2 separate regions of the Sus scrofa genome follow, and region 2 is linked to region 1. The links are chromatin contacts, called in public Hi-C maps. All regions are on one chromosome and are shown on one strand. Each heading gives the region's core, a stretch centred on a gene start, on an enhancer-like site or on the middle of the called end of the contact. The rest is flanking DNA. Distances are from core to core; before and after follow the strand shown. Region 1 holds the start of LOC100736974 (protocadherin gamma-B7). Region 2 overlaps DIAPH1 (diaphanous related formin 1).

Region 1 (3,869 bases), core at 1,345-3,844:
TTTCACTACTAACGAGAAATACTCGTTAGGACTTAGTTGGTATTTGCTCAGTGAATTCAGACTAATATCGGGATCTTTTGCAGACTCAAGAATGGTTCGCGTTCCCGGGCTAACAGATTCAATAATTTCTAAATGTGTTTCATTTTTATGGAACTGAGGAGCATGGTCGTTAATATCTTCAATAACCACCACGATATCAAAAATATTTAAAGGATTTTCCACCACGGCCTCCAGCTGCAATTCACATCTTCTTCTCTCTTTGCATATCTGCTCACGGTCTATTCGGTCCTTCACAAGCAAGTCCCCGCTCTCCGCGTCTACGCTGAAAAGCAGCTTCTCCGCGCTAAGTCGCAGCTTGCGAGCAGACACGTCCCGAACACCGAGCCCTAGGTCCTTGGCGAGGGTCCCTACCACCGAGCCCTTGGCCAGCTCCTCGGGAATGGAGTAGCGGATCTGCTCGCAGAGCGCGGGGTATAACAAAGGCAGCAGGAAGGGCAACAGTACCTGGCGCCGGCTGGCCGGGCGTCTCTGCGTGCAGCTCCCTCCCATTGCGCGCTCTAGGTCTCGCTGGAGCCCGGTCTTTCTGGTTGGAGAAAGTGCACACTAGCGCACCGATAGAGCTCACCGCCAAGGACAGGCGGAGCGCTCCGCCAGTTCTGGATCTGGGAAGGCGTCTGTGCTGAGCAGAGCCTGCGCGGCCAGGAGCCTGGGTGTGTGAGCGGGCTTCCTTCTCTCTGTGTGGGTGGCTGCGCAGGAAATCTCAGCCAGAGGCTCAGGAATCCTGGGCTTCAGCGCTTGTCCTGCACTGGCCGACAGCGGCGCCCAGAGGCTCCGTGTGGAACCACAGCTTAGGTTTTCCTCTAGGTCAGGAAATCTTTTCCTTTAAACGCAAGGTGATAGCAGCTAAAATATCTGAATCTTATTCCTCTGTGATTCCGTGTTCATCATGAATATTTTCACATGATCAAAACTATCACATATTTTTATATGTTAAGATTTAGATTTTGAATAGGTAGAAATATTTCAAAATCAAAAAGACAAAAAGAATGTAGAGGGCAAAGTGGGTCACCTATTCCATCGCCTGCTACTATCCAGCTCTGCCATCCAGAGGCAACCACTGTTATTCCTTTTACGAGTAATTATCCACAAAGGAAAGTACTAAAGATAAGCAAAACACTTTTTTTGGTCTTCAACCCAGACTTATATTTGACGAGAAAGTATTCATCCATCCCCCCATACTTAGGAACTAGAATACAACCATTGTCCTATTCATTACAATCATCCAAAGTGTCCTGTATACTTTTACATAACTATATTTTAAAATATTTGCTTACAATAGCTACCATGCCAAAAGAGGAGGTTTTTAATCTATATTTTTCAAAATAATGGAACTACTTGAAAGAGATGCATAATTTTGACTCTCATGGACAGATATTTAAAATGACAGTTGTAAACTACGACCTAGAGATGATAACTATGTTCTCTTTCTATAGATGTTTGCTTGAACAAATGTTGAAGGACATGAAAAAAGAGTCATGGTCTTATAAATATTTTGAAATATATGAGGACACTGTTTGACTTTATGCTACCATATTAGCTTAGAAGATCAGTAATAAGTTAAAAGAGCTCAAACCAAACACATCGCCATTTCACTAACTAAATGGTTCACGAGTACCTCAACTGATGTCTCTAGAATTCTGTGTATATCTCATGGGCAGTCAGATCCCATGCAGACATGACATTTCTTTCTTGGCTTTAACTTTACTTTGACGCTAAATTTCAGAGTTTCAAGTGGATCTTCTTTTCTCTCTATAAGGAGTCTCTGAAATGCCTTTGACACATATCCTTAAACATGTACAAGTCTATCACTTCACAACTGCATACATTTTTTCAGCCTTAGAGGTTGGAGAATTTAACAAAAAGTACAGGGATAGAAGAAACCCAAATTTGCTTAATGTAACCTTCTACAAGCTCTCTAGAATCCCTATTGATCAAGTAAAGTAAAATTAAAATGGTAGCTCTTCCACAAAACGGTCTGAAAATAGAATCACAGGCAAAATGGGTGCTGTAGTGTTAGCACGTATGATTTTGGAAAATTTCAAGCACACGTTATCAATTGCTAATAGAATATTAACGAAAATGGATAGTATTTCCAGTGAGGCTAATGCACTTGTTTCTGACATTTACATATTTTTACCAGACCTGTCTTCAAAGCAAGAGACAGGGTTGTCTAAGGGGCTAGGATTTCAGCATGTAGCCAACAGGAGAGCACACAATTGACAAGACACTTCTGTATAGAAATCTTCTCTTAGGAATTGTCAGTATTCTACTCAACAAAACTACAAAATACAAGACTCTGTGAGTTACTCAAAACAGCCTATGACAATAGACCTTCACCGGATTAGGTGACTATTAACCAGAAAGTAAAACCACATCAGCCTTAATAATCATCAAGTTCTACTATTCAATGTTTTAGCAAGAAGCAAATGTCATTGAAATGGAGAGAAACGTGAAAAAATTAAGTTTCCACCATCATGCTGCAAACCTAAAAGTAAAACCAATCATAATTTTTAAAGGAGCAAAAAGGAGTAAAAACAGAACTCACTGGCACCAAAGGGGTATCTTCTATAGGAAACTTCGAATCATCTGACAAAGACAGAGGATCCTTTTTCCCGCAGCTCTCCTGGCTGATGAGCGTGTCCGCATAGTTGGGCTGCGGGAAGATCACGTGGCTCCCCCGCGAGTCCGCGGTGAGCGACACCTCGTGCGAATAGGTCTGCAGGAAAGCCCGCACCCCGTCCACGCCCACGAAGTGGGACGCGGGCACGCCACCCAGTCCGCCTCCTGACGCCTGCAGCACACGCGACAGCTGCCAGCGCCTCAGCCTGAGCGCCAGCAGCACGATGACAAAGGCCAGGAAGACACAGGAGACCGCCGCCACCGCTACCACCAAGTACAGTGTCAGGCCTGAGTTATCGGGGCTGGCAGGAGATTCGAGGCTATCCAGGTCAGCCAGGACGTCGGGGATGCTGTCTGCCACAGCCACGGTGAGCGTGACAGTGGCCGAGAGAGGGGCTGGCCGTGGTCCTGGACCGCCACCACCAGGCTCTGCTTGAGGGCGTCTCTGTCCAGCAGGGCCCGCGCTGTGCGCACCTCGCCCGTGTGCAGCCCCACCGCGAAGAGCCCGGGCTCGCTGGCCTTGAGCAGGCGGTAGGACAGCCAGGCGTTCTGGCCCGAGTCTCTGTCCACCGCCACCACCTTGGTCACCAGGTAGCCGGGCTCTGCGGAGCGGGGTGCCAGCTCCACGCCTGTGGAACCATCCATGGGGAGGGTGGGGTACAGGATTTCAGGTGCATTGTCATTCTGGTCCAGCACGAATATGCTCAGAGACACATTGCTGCTGAGCGGTGGGTTCCCACTATCAGTGGCTGTCACCTGCAACTGCAAGTCCGAAACTGCTCATAGTCGAAAGATCGCAGTGCATACAGGACGCCTGTGTCAGAGTTGATGGAGATGTAGGAGGACAGAGGTGCCCCCTGGATGGTGTCTTCAACCAGGGAATAAATAACCCGAGCATTTTCTTCACTGTCTGGGTCCAGTGCAGTCACCGAGAAGATGGAGGCGCCTCTGGGGTTGTTCTCTGGGATGTAGGTAAAGTAGGAGATGTGAGAGAAGGTGGGTGGATTGTCATTGATATCGGCCACTTGCAGGGTGAAGTGAGTTTCTGTTGATAGGGGTGGACTTCCTCCGTCTGTGGCTGTTACTGTGATGTTGTAAGAAGATACCTGTTCCCTGTCAAGGGCTTTGTGTGTCACCAATCGGTAATAACTGTCGATGGATTTTTCTAACTTAAATGGTAGATCACCTGA
Region 2 (4,144 bases), core at 486-2,985, 160 kb before region 1:
CCTCAAGGAGAAAGCACTGGCCTCATTGGGAGTCGCTGGGTCGGAACTTGCTTCTCTGCTGGCGTGGGTCAGCTCCAATTCCAAACACGAGGGGGTAGACGGGCTAGTTTTCAGGGAGCAGAGGGGGGGTGTCTCCACTACAGAATGTTGCTGTTTCCTCGGGGGCTTTTCTTTCTGCTTCTCTATTATCTGTTTCTCTCTGTAGGTAACAGGTGATTTAGAAGTCAAGATGATAAGAAAACAAGGTCTCATTCCCAGCCATCCATTCATCCACCCAACCACCCCTCCCTCTCTTCTAGAAGTCACTATTGTTATTTATCTCACTGTTTTTGGAAAACACAATCCTAGCAAATGCTAACGCAGATTCTCTCCCCCCCCTTGCCGAAAGGCCACGTGCTGTCTGTGCTGTGGTTTACCTCGCTGTTACATCCTGGGGGGTTTTCCTACAGGGCCTGGAGGTCTTTCTCATTAAAAAAAAAAAAATCCAAATTAAAATGTTTAGTTGTCACTTTTGCAGTGAACCCTAGGATCAAACAGCAATCTGTATGGTAGTGAAGTAGCCTTCGTTTGGGGGCACAGCCCCTGCAGGGAGCCTTTTGATCAGACCGCGTCTTAGAGCACGCGTGGCCTCTGGCTCTCCCTGCGCGCGCTGCAGACTCCCTCGTGTAGTGACTGACCAGCTGGTTGCTCACCCACCCCGAATGTCCCGCACTTGGCGCAGAGCTTACAGCCCACATGGTGTGGGCAGGAGAGACCTGACCGTTGCCGCTGAGGGGCCTTGCAGATGTCAGCCGCTGGCGCTGGGACACCACCCATAAAAGACTGTGGTCTTCAAAGGGAAGGGGTCCCTCACCCCGTGTTTTCCTTGCTTTTCCCACTCAGTCTGTGTCCTGGAGATGGTTGCTGGAGAACTTCGTACCCTGTCCCGTCTTAAGACTCTCCATCACCTTCAGAGCAACGTGGAAGAAAGCTCATGATTCAGTCTTAGGGGAGGAGAGCTGGAAATGGTTGTATGCAACCCTCACTGCCGTTGTGCTTTGCGGAAAAAACTGCCGACGTAAAAGCCTGGAGGGGACTATTCTGGAATACTGTAGCAGATTTTCGTTAGGGTGCTAGATTGCTTTTCCTTCAGCCCTTCTGTGCTGTGACCATCTTCTCTTTATAATGGCAAAGACAGAAGGGGTAAGAAGGAAATTTGCTGGTGTCGAGGATGCTTGAAAAGGGGCTTTCTCGAAGTATTCGGACCTAATTAATTTGTGCGCAAGGCAGAGTGCTAACCCCCAGTTCTGCAGAGCAGGAAACGGCATCCTTTCCCTCGCCCTCCCTATTGGTCCAAGCCACTTCCCTCTGAAAAATCGATCACAATTTAAAAAGCTTTTGTTCTTCCCTCAGCTCCTGGGGTAAGAGAACCTCAGTTACACAGCAAAAGGGCCTGGGTAACCTGTGCCCCCAGGACGATACAGAGGTAGTCCTGATCCCGCACCAGTCCCATCTCTGTTGCAAAAGTCAGTGCTTTTTCTTTGGGATCTGTTAGATGAGAGGATAGGACACGCCCTTGCCTGTCATTCTGTCTGTGTTTAAATTTCCTTTTTGCAAGGAAAACAACTGGAATCCTTCCGAGAACTATGTCCCCCCTTTGCTGCTCTGCTCCCGTTCTGCCTGCATTTCACTTTGCAGCCACGGGGCGAGCGCAGTTGAGCTATTTTGGCTCAGGTTCCAGTTTGTGAGGTCAGAGCCCAGGGATTGGAGCGGACTGTCAGGTGACTTGCTGTAACAGCGATGACGTCCCGCCCTCACCCCACCCCTTCTCCCCCCTCCTTCCCCACCCTTTCCTGGCTTCCTCCTCGGGAACAAAGAAGGGAAAAAAACAGCAGTGTGACGAAAACCAGCAGCTGCATCTGCAGACGCGGAGCGGGGGCGGGGGGGGGGGGGGGGGGCTGGGTGTTTTCCGTCTGTGCTGTTTGTGGTGCTCTTACCCCGCTCCGCCCCTCCCAGTACCCAGGATGAAACGGGGGGGGGGGGGGATTTCTGGCATCCTTTGCTGCAGAGAATGGCTTGGAAATCCGCAGTTTACTCCATATTTAGGTAGGCAGGCGGGGGTGAGGCTGAGCAGGGATTAAAACTGCTCCCAGCACCTAAAAAAAAGATGAAGGTATTTTGTTGTCTCATTCCATTTTATCCAAGAGTACCCGTTTCATGTCTGTGACAGAGGCTCATCACCTGTTCTTTCTAAGGAGGAAAATGATGCCTAAAAGGTACCATCTTCATCTTGTGACAAATATGAAGTATAGTGTAAACCTGAACTTTGCCTGTTGAGATCTCATAGCAAGTAAATACCAAGCCAAGACCTGACCCCAGATCTGTTGAGCTCAGAGCCCAGCATTACTGAAGGTCATGGCAGGAAGGCAGGAAGGTTCAGGAAAACCCGATAGGCCCACTGCCGGGGGCTGTCCTGGCACGGGGCCAGTGCCCTTTGCTTTTCGCCAAGGACCAGTGTCCTGATTTATTTCTTCCACAAAGAAATCTCGAGGTATAAAAGGAGATGGAAGGGGACACATGGATGAAAAGAAGCTAAAAGTATGTCAACCCCTTACTTAGATCCTGCTTCATTTTTCGAAGGAGAGGAAAGGCTTTCAGCGCCTCATTTCGATGCCTTTTCTCTGCCCCTTTCACCCTCCTGCTCCCTAAACCTGTCTCAGCCTTTTGCTGACTCGCTCAGGGCAGAGCCCGTCTTTCTAGCCCTCCGTCCACACGCCCTTGCTGAGTCACTCTCCTGGGTGTGCTGGGAAGCGTCCCGGCGGAGCTTCAATGGCCGTATTGTCTGAATGGTAGGATGCCTGTGAAGTGCCCGATTCAGAATATGGGTGCGTGTCTGCCACCCTTCCCACTCCAGTTTGGCCCCTTGTGTGGACTCGCAGCACCTCGTTCTTTGGGATTCCTGACTTGCAGGTTTCCTTCTCCCTTTCGGCCAGTTTGCTCTGTCCTTCCTTACAGCTGCACCCCTGCCGGCCCACGTCTGTGGGGTTCAGCACACAGCTCTTTGTTTTGGCCAAAAGGTCAGTGATGGGGATCTGATTCCCTTTGGGTAACTGGCATGCTGTTTCTCTAGCCGCGCGCGCGCGCGCACACACACACGCACCTGCTGTGGTGTGTACCTCCAAATGCCTTTGAGATGCTGCATTTTTCCTCCATGAACATTACAGCTGTGAGAAATACAAAGTAGAAAGCCTCCACGTGGGCGGCAGCTTCTTCTTCTTTATTTTTAGGGCCGCACCCGCAGCATACGGAGGTTCCCAGGCTAGCGGTCCAGTCAGAGCTACAGCTGCCGGCCTACACCACAGCCACAGCAACACCAGATCCGAGCCGCGTCTGCGACCTACACCACAGCTCATGGCAACACGGGATCCTCAACCCACCGAGTGAGGCCAGGGATCGAACCCGCAACCTCACAGCTCCTAGTCTGATTCATTTCTGCTGCGCCACAACGGGAACTCCAGGCAGCTTCTTACGTTAGTACCGGATAGGGCCCTCTTGCCAGACTCACAGACTTCATGTGGGCCTTCACAGACGTGGCTTACTGTCCGCCCCACAGGGCTGGGCATTCCATAGCTGTGCATCCTCAGAGAATGTTTCTTGTTATTTCCTAGAGATCTTACTAAGTATTCTAATCTTTCAGATATGCTAAGGAGCTCTAGGACTCTTCCACAAAGACCCTGTTTCTTTTTCGGGGTGGGGCTGTGCTGGCAGCATGTGGAAGTTCCCGGCCAAGGACTGAACCCGAACCCCATCAGCGGCCCAAGCCACTGCAGTGGCTCCACTAACTCCTTAACCCACTGGGCCGCAAGAGCGCCCCAAGACCTTGCTTCTTTAGAGAACTGTGGTGGTACCCGAGTCCACTTTTTTTTTTAATTTCCTGTTATGATTCTGGCTCGTGCTTGTTGTCTGTCTTGCCTTCATCGGCTTTGTGGACATTGGATGGACTCACATGCTTGTGCTGCCTCAGTTAAGTAGTGGAAACCACTGGTGCCTTGGATCCACAGATTTCTCAACATATTTCTGTTTTTTCTTTCTCCTGTAGTCGTAAAGTATTCGGTTTACTCGAGGAGCTGCAGCATGAGACTGGAGGGAGTTCCCTGTAGAATAG

Evidence for each region. A called contact is a pair of places that touch in the nucleus more often than the background predicts.
Region 2: a Hi-C map of alveolar macrophages shows a contact between it and region 1, with 5 times the contacts expected there. The contact joins the enhancer-like site here to the promoter of LOC100736974 in region 1. A contact is called at or near these places in 3 of 5 promoter capture datasets (fetal liver, liver and skeletal muscle), 33 of 47 Hi-C or Micro-C datasets (adipocytes, alveolar macrophages, blood and 18 more) and 2 of 2 datasets of contacts at active chromatin or transcription factors (alveolar macrophages and skeletal muscle).

The regions. Positions count from the first base shown.
Region 1 is chr2:143,051,586-143,055,454 of Sscrofa11.1, reverse strand. LOC100736974 (protocadherin gamma-B7) reads right to left here and starts at 2,594. Exons shown (of 5, transcript XM_021084917.1): 1 at 1-2,594. The coding sequence starts at 549.
Region 2 is chr2:143,208,767-143,212,910 of Sscrofa11.1, reverse strand. The region is part of intron 17 of DIAPH1 (diaphanous related formin 1); the gene reads left to right. Among named protein-coding and RNA genes, the nearest start is that of DIAPH1, 60 kb to the left of the region's middle. Within about 2 kb of position 1,735, at least 68 of the 83 cell types and tissues checked have an H3K27ac peak or open chromatin away from gene starts, as enhancers often do. A contact at or near this core is called in alveolar macrophages, brain, fetal liver and 9 more, where this site is marked.